3 separate regions of the Mus musculus genome follow, and all the other regions are linked to region 2. The links are chromatin contacts, called in public promoter capture Hi-C and targeted proximity ligation maps. All regions are on one chromosome and are shown on one strand. The core of a region is the stretch at or near the end of the contact, and the rest is flanking DNA. Distances in the headings are between cores, read along the strand shown.

Evidence for each region. Promoter capture Hi-C pulls out the DNA fragments that hold promoters and counts their contacts.
Region 1: a targeted proximity ligation map of microglia shows a contact between it and region 2, with 6 times the contacts expected there. A contact is called at or near these places in 1 of 39 promoter capture datasets (the C10 cell line) and 1 of 130 datasets of targeted methods (microglia).
Region 3: a promoter capture Hi-C map of liver shows a contact between it and region 2, with 2.0 times the contacts expected there.

The regions. Positions count from the first base shown.
Region 1 is chr19:23,757,197-23,760,170 of GRCm38.p6, reverse strand. It overlaps Apba1 (amyloid beta (A4) precursor protein binding, family A, member 1), which reads right to left and starts at 1,295. Exons shown (of 13, transcript NM_177034.3): 1 at 1,080-1,295.
Region 2 is chr19:24,475,714-24,478,749 of GRCm38.p6, reverse strand. It overlaps Fam122a (family with sequence similarity 122, member A), which reads left to right and starts at 1,276. Exons shown (of 1, transcript NM_026520.3): 1 at 1,276-2,971. The coding sequence starts at 1,394. The coding sequence ends at 2,248. The region is part of intron 1 of Pip5k1b (phosphatidylinositol-4-phosphate 5-kinase, type 1 beta); the gene reads left to right.
Region 3 is chr19:24,997,939-25,000,899 of GRCm38.p6, reverse strand. Dock8 (dedicator of cytokinesis 8) reads right to left here and starts at 1,371. Exons shown (of 48, transcript NM_028785.3): 1 at 1,197-1,371. The coding sequence starts at 1,249.

The DNA.
Region 1 (2,974 bases), core at 46-2,545, 720 kb after region 2:
TCCTTGTTTTTTTTTTTTTTACTTCCCTTTCAATCTTGTTCTTGTATTTTTAAAGCCCCCACCTTCTTTACACACCTCAAGAGTTTATTCTAAAAGAATCATTGCAAAGACTATCCAATCTTCAGCTAGAAGGTTTTCAGTACTTATATATGGAAGGGAGTCTGGTGATAAAAGTTGTGGGAACGGGAGAGGAAGATGACCATTAAACACCCTCTTCTTGGGGTTAGACAAGAGATAAACAATAGAAATTGCAGAGTCAGGCAGTCAATGAGAGGCTGTGAAGTGCCAAAGAAAGCGCCCTTCAGAGCCAGGGACACCAGCTGTCTCAAAAGGTGTAACCATTATCCTGGTTTGCTGCCATGTGCCTCAAAGCAACCGCTCACTTCCACATCCCCGTGTTAGGACGTTAGGGAAAGGGGAAGCGAGAATCCGTACACCCAGCCACCCAAGAACAGTAGCAGAACAGAAACTGTTCTTAGACTTGCAGGGTCAAAATAACCAATACTGTCCCACAGTGTTAGCTGGCGGCATCAAGTCAGGAAAAGCAGATCGCTGGATGTGGGGCGCAGTTTTGAGAGCGTGGATCCAATTGCACGCTAAACACTCACTCTTACACGGGATTTTACAAACCCGGCCTTACCCTACTGCCTCCCCTCCACACTTCACACACCAAGTGCATCCTGCCCACCTCACGGTTTCCATCATCAGTCAGCCAGAGAGGAGGGATCCTAGCGGGGATTCCTGGAAATGTCATCTCCCCCTACACTTCGGATCTGCCACCTCCATCCCCTCTGCTATCACACACACACACACACACACACACACACACACACTCCTTCCGTGACTGTCATCAGGCCCGCTCTTCCCAAAGCCGGGTATCTCAGCGCGCACCGGACGCCTGGCATCTCTCTAGTACACACCCTTCCCCCGCCTCGCTAGCTCCAAGCACTGCCTCCCTGGATGTCGCCTGCCGTCCCTGTTCATCCGCACTATTGTTCCACGCTTCACCCCTAGCTCCCGGGATCATCCCTCCAAAAGGACCCGAGCTCCGTCCGGGGCGTCGGGCGCCCGGCACTCACCCAGCCCGCCCTGGCGGTGGTACCTTGCCTGACAGCTGGGTCCGCGGGCCCGCGGGAGCAGGCGGCGCTAGTGACAGCGACCGTGCCAAGCCTGGGAATAAAGCTGCTCTCCAGCTGCTCCCGCCTCCAGCGCCACCATCTTCCCCCGCCGCCACCGGGACCGCAGCCGCCCGCGCCCCGCTCCTCCGGCTCTAGCTCGGCAGCCGCTCGGGCCCCTCCGGCCGCGGCCCCACCCCCTGCTCGCCGCCCGCTCGCCCTCGTGACGCGCGCCGGGGCCGGGCGGCTGCGACTGACGGCGGGGGGAGCGCGCGCACGCCGCGTGCAGCAGCGCCCCTGCCTCCCACGCCCACCCGCGTGCGCGCGCGCGGCGCGGGCCCGACGCGACAGTCCAGCTCGGGCGCGCGTGAGCGTGCGAGGGGTCCACAGCCGTCGCCGTAGCTGTGCGCGAGTCCCTCCCTCTCGTGGCCGAGAGCCTGGAATGGACTACGTGGCTGCCTCCCGCGGGGACACAGGGGGACCTCCACGGTCCTCTGTCCCAGGTCCCTAACGCTCATCCCCGGCCCCGTCTCTGCGAATGGGCTCTGGTCACGCTTAGGACACACTGCCGCGTGGACGGCTGCCCGTGTCCTCTTGCTTAGTGACACGCAGTTTTCCCGCTTCCCGGGCCTGAAAGCCAAGAAAAAGCTTGGAGCTTGCAATGCGGCGCTGCGCTCCTCGAGTGGCCGCGAGGGGGCGCCCGCGTGAGCTTGAGAGGAACAAGCTGGGCGTCTGTCTGGCCGCCCACTGGGGGCGCTGCCCAACCCGCCCCACCCAGAAAGCGTCTGGAAGGCGGGGTCGGGAAATGGTCCACTTGGTTTCTCGATGCCCGTTGCTAGGAGCTTAAAAGAGTCTTCCAGACGTGCAGAGGCAATTCGCCTGGTATATGATTAGGTTCTCTGGAGGGTGGGGACCCTGAGCACTAGGGACCAGGTAGCAGGTGTTGTGACTTAATGAAAAGGTGGACTGGCCCCTGGGCGGCGGCGGGGTGGGAGTGGAGGGGCGAGGGCGGGGCTGGGTTCAGGCGCCTGGGTTCAGGCGCCAGCTCCATCTGTAATAGGCGATTCCATAGCTACATCCTCCCCCCTCTTTGGGACAGAGTTCTCAATTTAAAAATTAAGGGTCATATTCCCCCGAAACCTTATAATTTTCAAGTCCGTCTTAGTATGCATATTCTCATCTAGTGAAATGAAGACAAGCCTTCCTTATCTGACCTAGGGAGAGATAAATCTATCATTATACAGTATTTCCATATTAAGCACAGTATCTCCAGAAATATCTACGGGTGTAGCCCGAGGCATCCTAGAATTCTTGTTTAGCCTTAAAATTCACATGAATTTCTGCATTCTACTTCGTAATTAGTTTCTTGGCTTTGACAAAGAAAAGTATAGCTTCTCCTGTCCCCCCAGTATCTTTTCATAAAACTTAAACATATACTAGAAATAAGGGCCATTGTTGTTTTTCTTGTGACAGTCATTCCCTATTCATCTTGTCAGTAAAACTACCCTCTCTGGTGAAAGCCAGATAGGGTCCTCGTCCCTCCAGAATTCATAGCACCCTGGGAAAACTACACATCAGAGAACAACTGTGAACTTTCCAACTGCCAAGGTGCAGGGGTATCTGATGTTCCCTGGACTGCCTGAGGAAAAAGCCTTTCCAGGAGACCAGTTAGAGGAAGGAAAGGTATCAGAGCCCCCTAGGCAGGACTGAAGCCCAGATGCCTTAAGCAGGCAGGCAGCAGCCATAACGTTGACTTCTTCAGGCACACACACACACACACACACACTGGAGAGTGATGAGAGTTGAGATTGATCCAGCAAGACCAGGGTGGGGTTCACAATGCTGTTCCTGAAGCGCTC
Region 2 (3,036 bases), core at 27-2,526:
CATAACAGATAAAGCCCAAGCCTATTATTCCCCTGCCTAATACTGCTCAGGGACTTATAATCATAGGACTGGGCGCTCAGTCCGTTGACCTCTCAGGTCACCTGTCTCCTTCTTGATTTTTCTTTCCTTGTTCTTCCCCAGACGGGTGGGTATGTTGGCCCTTCGCATTGGTTGGAACACTCGGCCCTGCCCCCACCTCCCACAGTCCACAGGATTTGTCATTTACAACTGAACTCTGCCCAACTGCCCCTCAAGGGCTATATATAGGTAGTGCTTGACCACACCGTCCCACTTCTACCTCCAGCCATACCACCAAAAGTCCCCTATTTTCTCATCCCCCACTCCCACCCAGTAGAAACTGAATGTCCTCACACAAGTCCATTTCCTAGCACAGTACCTGGTACATAGTAAGTAGGTATGCCCGAATAGGAGACTTGACTGAATAAATGAACACATACAACTTCCCTGTTAATGAGATACAAAGTTTTGTATTAATTACATAAGCTAAAAATCTGTTGATCTATGAATGTGTCTTTTTTTTTTCTTTCATTGGATTCCCACACCAAGTGAACATTAGTATGTGCACGGTTAACGGCAGAAATATGACAACTTTTTTAAAAAAGATGTCACAAAGCTTCTTCCTCCCAACCGCCTTAAGTCTACTATTCTCTCTTGGCCCTCCCCGATTCTGTCCTAGTGTAAATCAACCTCCTCTTTGGCCTTTTCCCTGTAGGTTCTAATCCCATGTCTTCTTCCTCAGACCTCAGCCAAAGGCTGCTCCTGTACCCTAATATGCTTCCTTGAGAACGCCCGGGAGTTCATTGTTCTCAAAAAAAGCCCAGAACTTGCTCTTGTCCACCATCAGGCTAACAACCCTGTCCTCCTGGTTCCTGTCTGTCACCTAGCTGGGTAGCAGTGGCTCCCTGCTTCCAGTCCAGTTTTACAAAGCGCCGCCGTGGCCTCCTTCAGACTTCCCTCTGGGAAGCCCACCAGGCCGGGCCAAGCTCAATCATGAAGCCCCACATCACCAAGGGCCTATCTTTCTGAGCTCACACTTGCTTCATAAGCACATACACTTCTCAATGCCCCGGCCTCCGTAACCTGCCTTCCCGCGAGCCCGCGCCCAGTGACTATTTGCGGAAGAAACGAACACTGGAGTCGCCCAACCACTGCTCGCCCCCTGCCCCCGCCGCGGCGCCGCAGCCATGACGCACTAAGCTGGCGCCGCGAGAACGGGCGTGCCAGGGCGCCTGCGCGAAGGGGCACGCCTGCGCAGAGGCGCGAACCCGCTGACAGATTCTCGAAGGCGGCGGCGGCGGCGGCGGCCTTGGGCCGCGGGGAATGGGAGTCCCAGGGCCCTGACTGAGCACCGCCCCCGCCTCCCGGCCGCGCCATGGCTCAGGAGAAGATGGAGCTGGACCTGGAGTTGCCCGCGGGCGCGAGCCCGGCGGAGGGCGGCGGCCCTGGCGGCGGGGGCCTGCGGAGGTCTAACAGCGCCCCCCTGATCCACGGCCTCAGCGACTCGTCGCCGGTGTTCCAGGCCGAGGCGCCCAGCGCCAGACGGAACAGCACGACGTTCCCGAGCCGCCACGGCCTGCTGCTCCCGGCCTCGCCGGTCCGAATGCACAGCAGCCGCCTGCACCAGATCAAACAGGAGGAGGGCATGGACCTGATCAACCGAGAGACCGTTCACGAGCGCGAGGTGCAGACCGCAATGCAGATAAGCCACTCCTGGGAGGAAAGTTTCAGCCTGAGTGACAACGACGTGGAGAAATCCGCCTCCCCGAAGCGCATCGATTTCATTCCGGTGTCTCCGGCACCGTCCCCGACCCGGGGAATTGGGAAGCAGTGTTTCTCACCGTCCTTGCAAAGTTTTGTGAGTAGCAACGGACTGCCTCCAAGTCCCATTCCCAGCCCAACCACCCGATTTACCACCCGGAGAAGCCAGAGTCCCATCAACTGCATTAGACCAAGTGTTCTTGGACCATTGAAAAGAAAATGTGAAATGGAAACTGATTATCAGCCAAAGAGATTTTTCCAGGGCATCACCAACATGCTGTCTTCTGACGTTGCACAGCTGTCAGACCCCGGTGTGTGCGTATCTTCCGATACCCTGGATGGAAACAGCAGCAGTGCCGGATCTTCCTGTAACTCACCAGCGAAAGTCAGCACTACCACCGACTCTCCTGTGTCGCCCGCCCAAGCAGCCTCCCCCTTTATTCCAGTAGATGAACTTTCCTCAAAGTGACTCACTCATCTTGAATCCCCCTCCCCCAATGGAGAGACAAAAAAACAAAAACAAACAAAAAAAAAAAGAAAGAAAAAAATCAAGTTAGAGCAAGCACTGAACTTTGTCGATTACGTTAAAGCCGTTTCCTATTTGACTCTTCCCTCTTTTTGGAAATTCCTGAAATGTTATTCTAGAGAATTTCTATGTCAGGTTCCTGGGGATGCCCTTGAATTCAGTGTAGTAATATTTTCGGACTTTTTATCAATAAGTGTGTTGAAGCATACATTTTACGCTGCTAATATGTCTAAATACATATGTTATCCCTTGATTTTTTAAATAATTGAGAGCTCTATTTATTTATGGGATTATTAAGTTCTGATGAAAATATAAATGTTGAATTTCAGTTTAGTAAACTGATGTTTTAAAATTCCATAGTTCATGGCACACTAATTTTTGGTGTTTTCAATGGTTGCTATTTTACATCTACTGAAGAATTTACCTACTTACAGCTTTAAAAAGAATGTTAGTCATATCAGTCCATTGGTTGTCTAGTTTACCCAGGAGCCCTTGGTATTTAATGTCCTAGGCAGAAAGGTGGATGGGAGGGAAAAACGACAAAAGGAGAAATAGCACTTGCAGCAAATGTTTTAAAATTCAGTATATAAAGTAAATATTTACGGACATTTTCTAACACTTTTCATAGTAACTCTGGTAAATCACACTAATACAAGTACAGAAATGACAAGTTTCTTTGTGAAAACATTTTTAACCAGAAAGTGCATTCTTTTGGGTATAGTCCTAAACAA
Region 3 (2,961 bases), core at 122-2,621, 520 kb before region 2:
GTCACTTCAGATCAGTCTCACCCCTCCTGAATCCCTAACAGCTTCCTGCCCTTGTTCCTTGTTTCCTGGCTTTTTTTCTTTCTCATGACAGGGACAAAGAGAGGAGAAGCGGGGAAGGCAATGATGACAGCCATCAAAACTTCCTATGCCCCTACGGCCCCACTGCAGCCAGGACAGCCTGATGAGGGGAAAGGCTCCGATAGGAAGACTGAATTATGATATAGTTACCCTTTAGCATTTGTATACAGTCCACATTAATAATTAAACTAATTGGACAGATGAAATAGTGAAGGAAGTGAAAGGTCTTGCTCACAACTGCACAGGGAAACTCCACTGGCCCTCTGTGGTCCTTACCGCTCACTATTCAAGGATGGTGATTCCTAGTGACTCCAGCTTCACTCACTAGCAGCCCAAAGATGAATTACTGTGGGCCAGCGTCCCACATGCAAAAACAAACAAACAAGAACAAGAAAAAAACACCAACCCTGGAAGTCCTCCAGAGCGCTGCCCTTCCACATTATCTTTTAGCCAGGCAGTCTAGATTTCCCAGGTCAAGGCAAAAATGCCCCCTTGAATACTTGTCAGCAGTTTTCAGTGGAGGAAACGCCGCCGCTTGAGTCTACCGAGAACTTTATGAGTAGTCAACTCACAGAGATGTGGCGTGTGCAGCTCTGTTTATAAATTGGAAATCCCTGTGTTCTTCACTTTTCTAGAGTGCTAGAAATCTTTAAACGTCAGCTACAGCTCATTCCCTTTCGCTTATTTAAAGGAGGAATTTTTTTAAAATCATTTTTTCCACTTCATGGTTGGCTCCTTTTGGACCAAGGTATAAAAATAGCGCTGCCATCCAAAGCCAAGATGTTTTTTGGAAAGAGGGGGTTGAAAGAGCCCTAACCCTGGACCACGGACCGATCTGCTTCAAAGCAGGGCTGATTTTCAGCCACTTAGCTTCTTTCCGCTGTCTCCCGACTGGAAGGAAGGCGCAATTTGTTAAGCCAAGTTCGGGCGCGCGACCCCGCGCTCCGGGTCGGGCCACCTGTCTCAGAACAGCGAGGGCGGCGGGAGCCACGCCGGGTTGGGGAGGTGGCGCAAGACGCTGGTCCGGACAGCAGCGCGGGTGACAAGAGGACGAGAATGAGTCGCCACGGGGACCGGCGCGCCCCGCCGCGGACTGGCCAGGAACCGCGCCGTCTTACCTGTTGATCTTGAGCGCGAAGGCGCGGCGCTCGGCGCTCGGCAGCGTGGCCATGGCGCGCGCGCGCGGTTCCACGGCTTCGGGGCTCGCGGGGCTGCGGGGGGACGGGACCCGAACGCACAGCCGCTGCAGAGCCCGGCGCGCCCGGCGCCAGCCTCATCTGTCAGCCGCGCCGCGGAAACTTCCGCATTTCCACCTTGGCCGCGCAGCTCCCGGGGGGAGGGCTCTGCTCCCTCCGCCGCCCGCGGCGCCGCCCGGCCTGGCACGCACCGAGCGCTTGGCGAGGGCGTGGACGCCGCGCCGAGCCGCGCTCCGGATACTCAGAGTCGCCGGCCGCAGGCGCGCGTTTCCCCCGCCGCTGACCCGGGACCGACGGGCACGGTGGCTGCGGAGCGCGGACCGCGAGAGCTGGCCGGAAACGCCGGCGGCCGGAGCCGGAGGGCGACTGGGGCAGTGAGCGCTGGATCCAGAAGCAGCCAGCGGGGTCTGGAGGGGCCACCCGGTGGATTGACGCCATTCCTGGGAACATTTCTTTTTAAGGCAGCCTCTTAGGACATCAGTCGACTTTTTCCCAGCCGAAGGCGCACTGTCATTCATGGGACACTTTATTATAATGGCTGCATCCCACGAGTAAATATTAGGAGCTATATGACTTTTCATTTTAGAACCTGAGGGAATACACAGCATTGAGATTGACCGGTATCTCAACAGAGTTCTGTTTTACATGGAGAAACCTGACCAGACCACAAAGGAGAAATCTGGAGAAATAAAAATAAAAATAATCCCCAAAGGATGAGCGTGGAAAAGACTGTGCCTATTTCAAGTAATATATTTGGTCCAAGTTGTGTTGTATGAACTCCGTGTGTTTCCACTTGTCAACTTGCCTTCGGAAACACGAAAGGGCTATATTTTTGGCTCAAAGCTGCAGAGTCTAGATATGGAAGCCACAAGCCACATGTGGCCGTTGGCCACTTGAATTTTTGGTTAGTCTAAAGTGAGATGGGTTGGAAAATAAATACACACTGGGTTTCCAAGACAGTACAGAAAAAAAATAAGGCAAAATGTCTTAATTTTTGTATTGATTGCATGTTAAAAACAATCCTTTGGAAGCTGTTAAGTTAAGAAACATATTATTAAAGATAATTTCACCTGTTTGTTTTTCCCTGTATTAAAATGTGGCTCCCATTAAGAAGATGTAAAAATTACTTCCTTAGCTCACATTTGCTGGCACATTGAGTTCTTACTGAACAACACTGGTCCACTACAACTTAATTTGTAACCTAATACTAAAATACTGGCCGACCATATGCTATTTATTCTTGGCAGCCTTCTTCCTCTGCTTCTGGGTAGGTAGTTGAGCAAACCTTCAGAGCTGGTTAGGTAACTCTCCCCCTCCCTCATACCAATGCCTTTAAACATAAAAGACAATGTGTACAACATAACAATACAGAGACTCTAAGTACAGACCGACAGAAAACACGACTTTAATAAACGAGGCCAACTATTCCTTGTAATCCAAACCTGTAATCTCCACTACTCAGAAAGCTGAGGCAAGAAAGAGGATCACAAATTCAAGGTCTGCCTGTGCTACAAAGCAACTGCAAGGCCTAACATTCTCAAGGGCCTGGATTCATTCCCAGGGTCAATTTTCTAGAAGGCTTAAAAATATATATCTGTTGTTTCTAACTTCCAAAGGTCTCCTAAAGATATTTACTACAATGGGATTTATGGGGAAATACTTGGATAGAAAAATATTAAAAGAATAA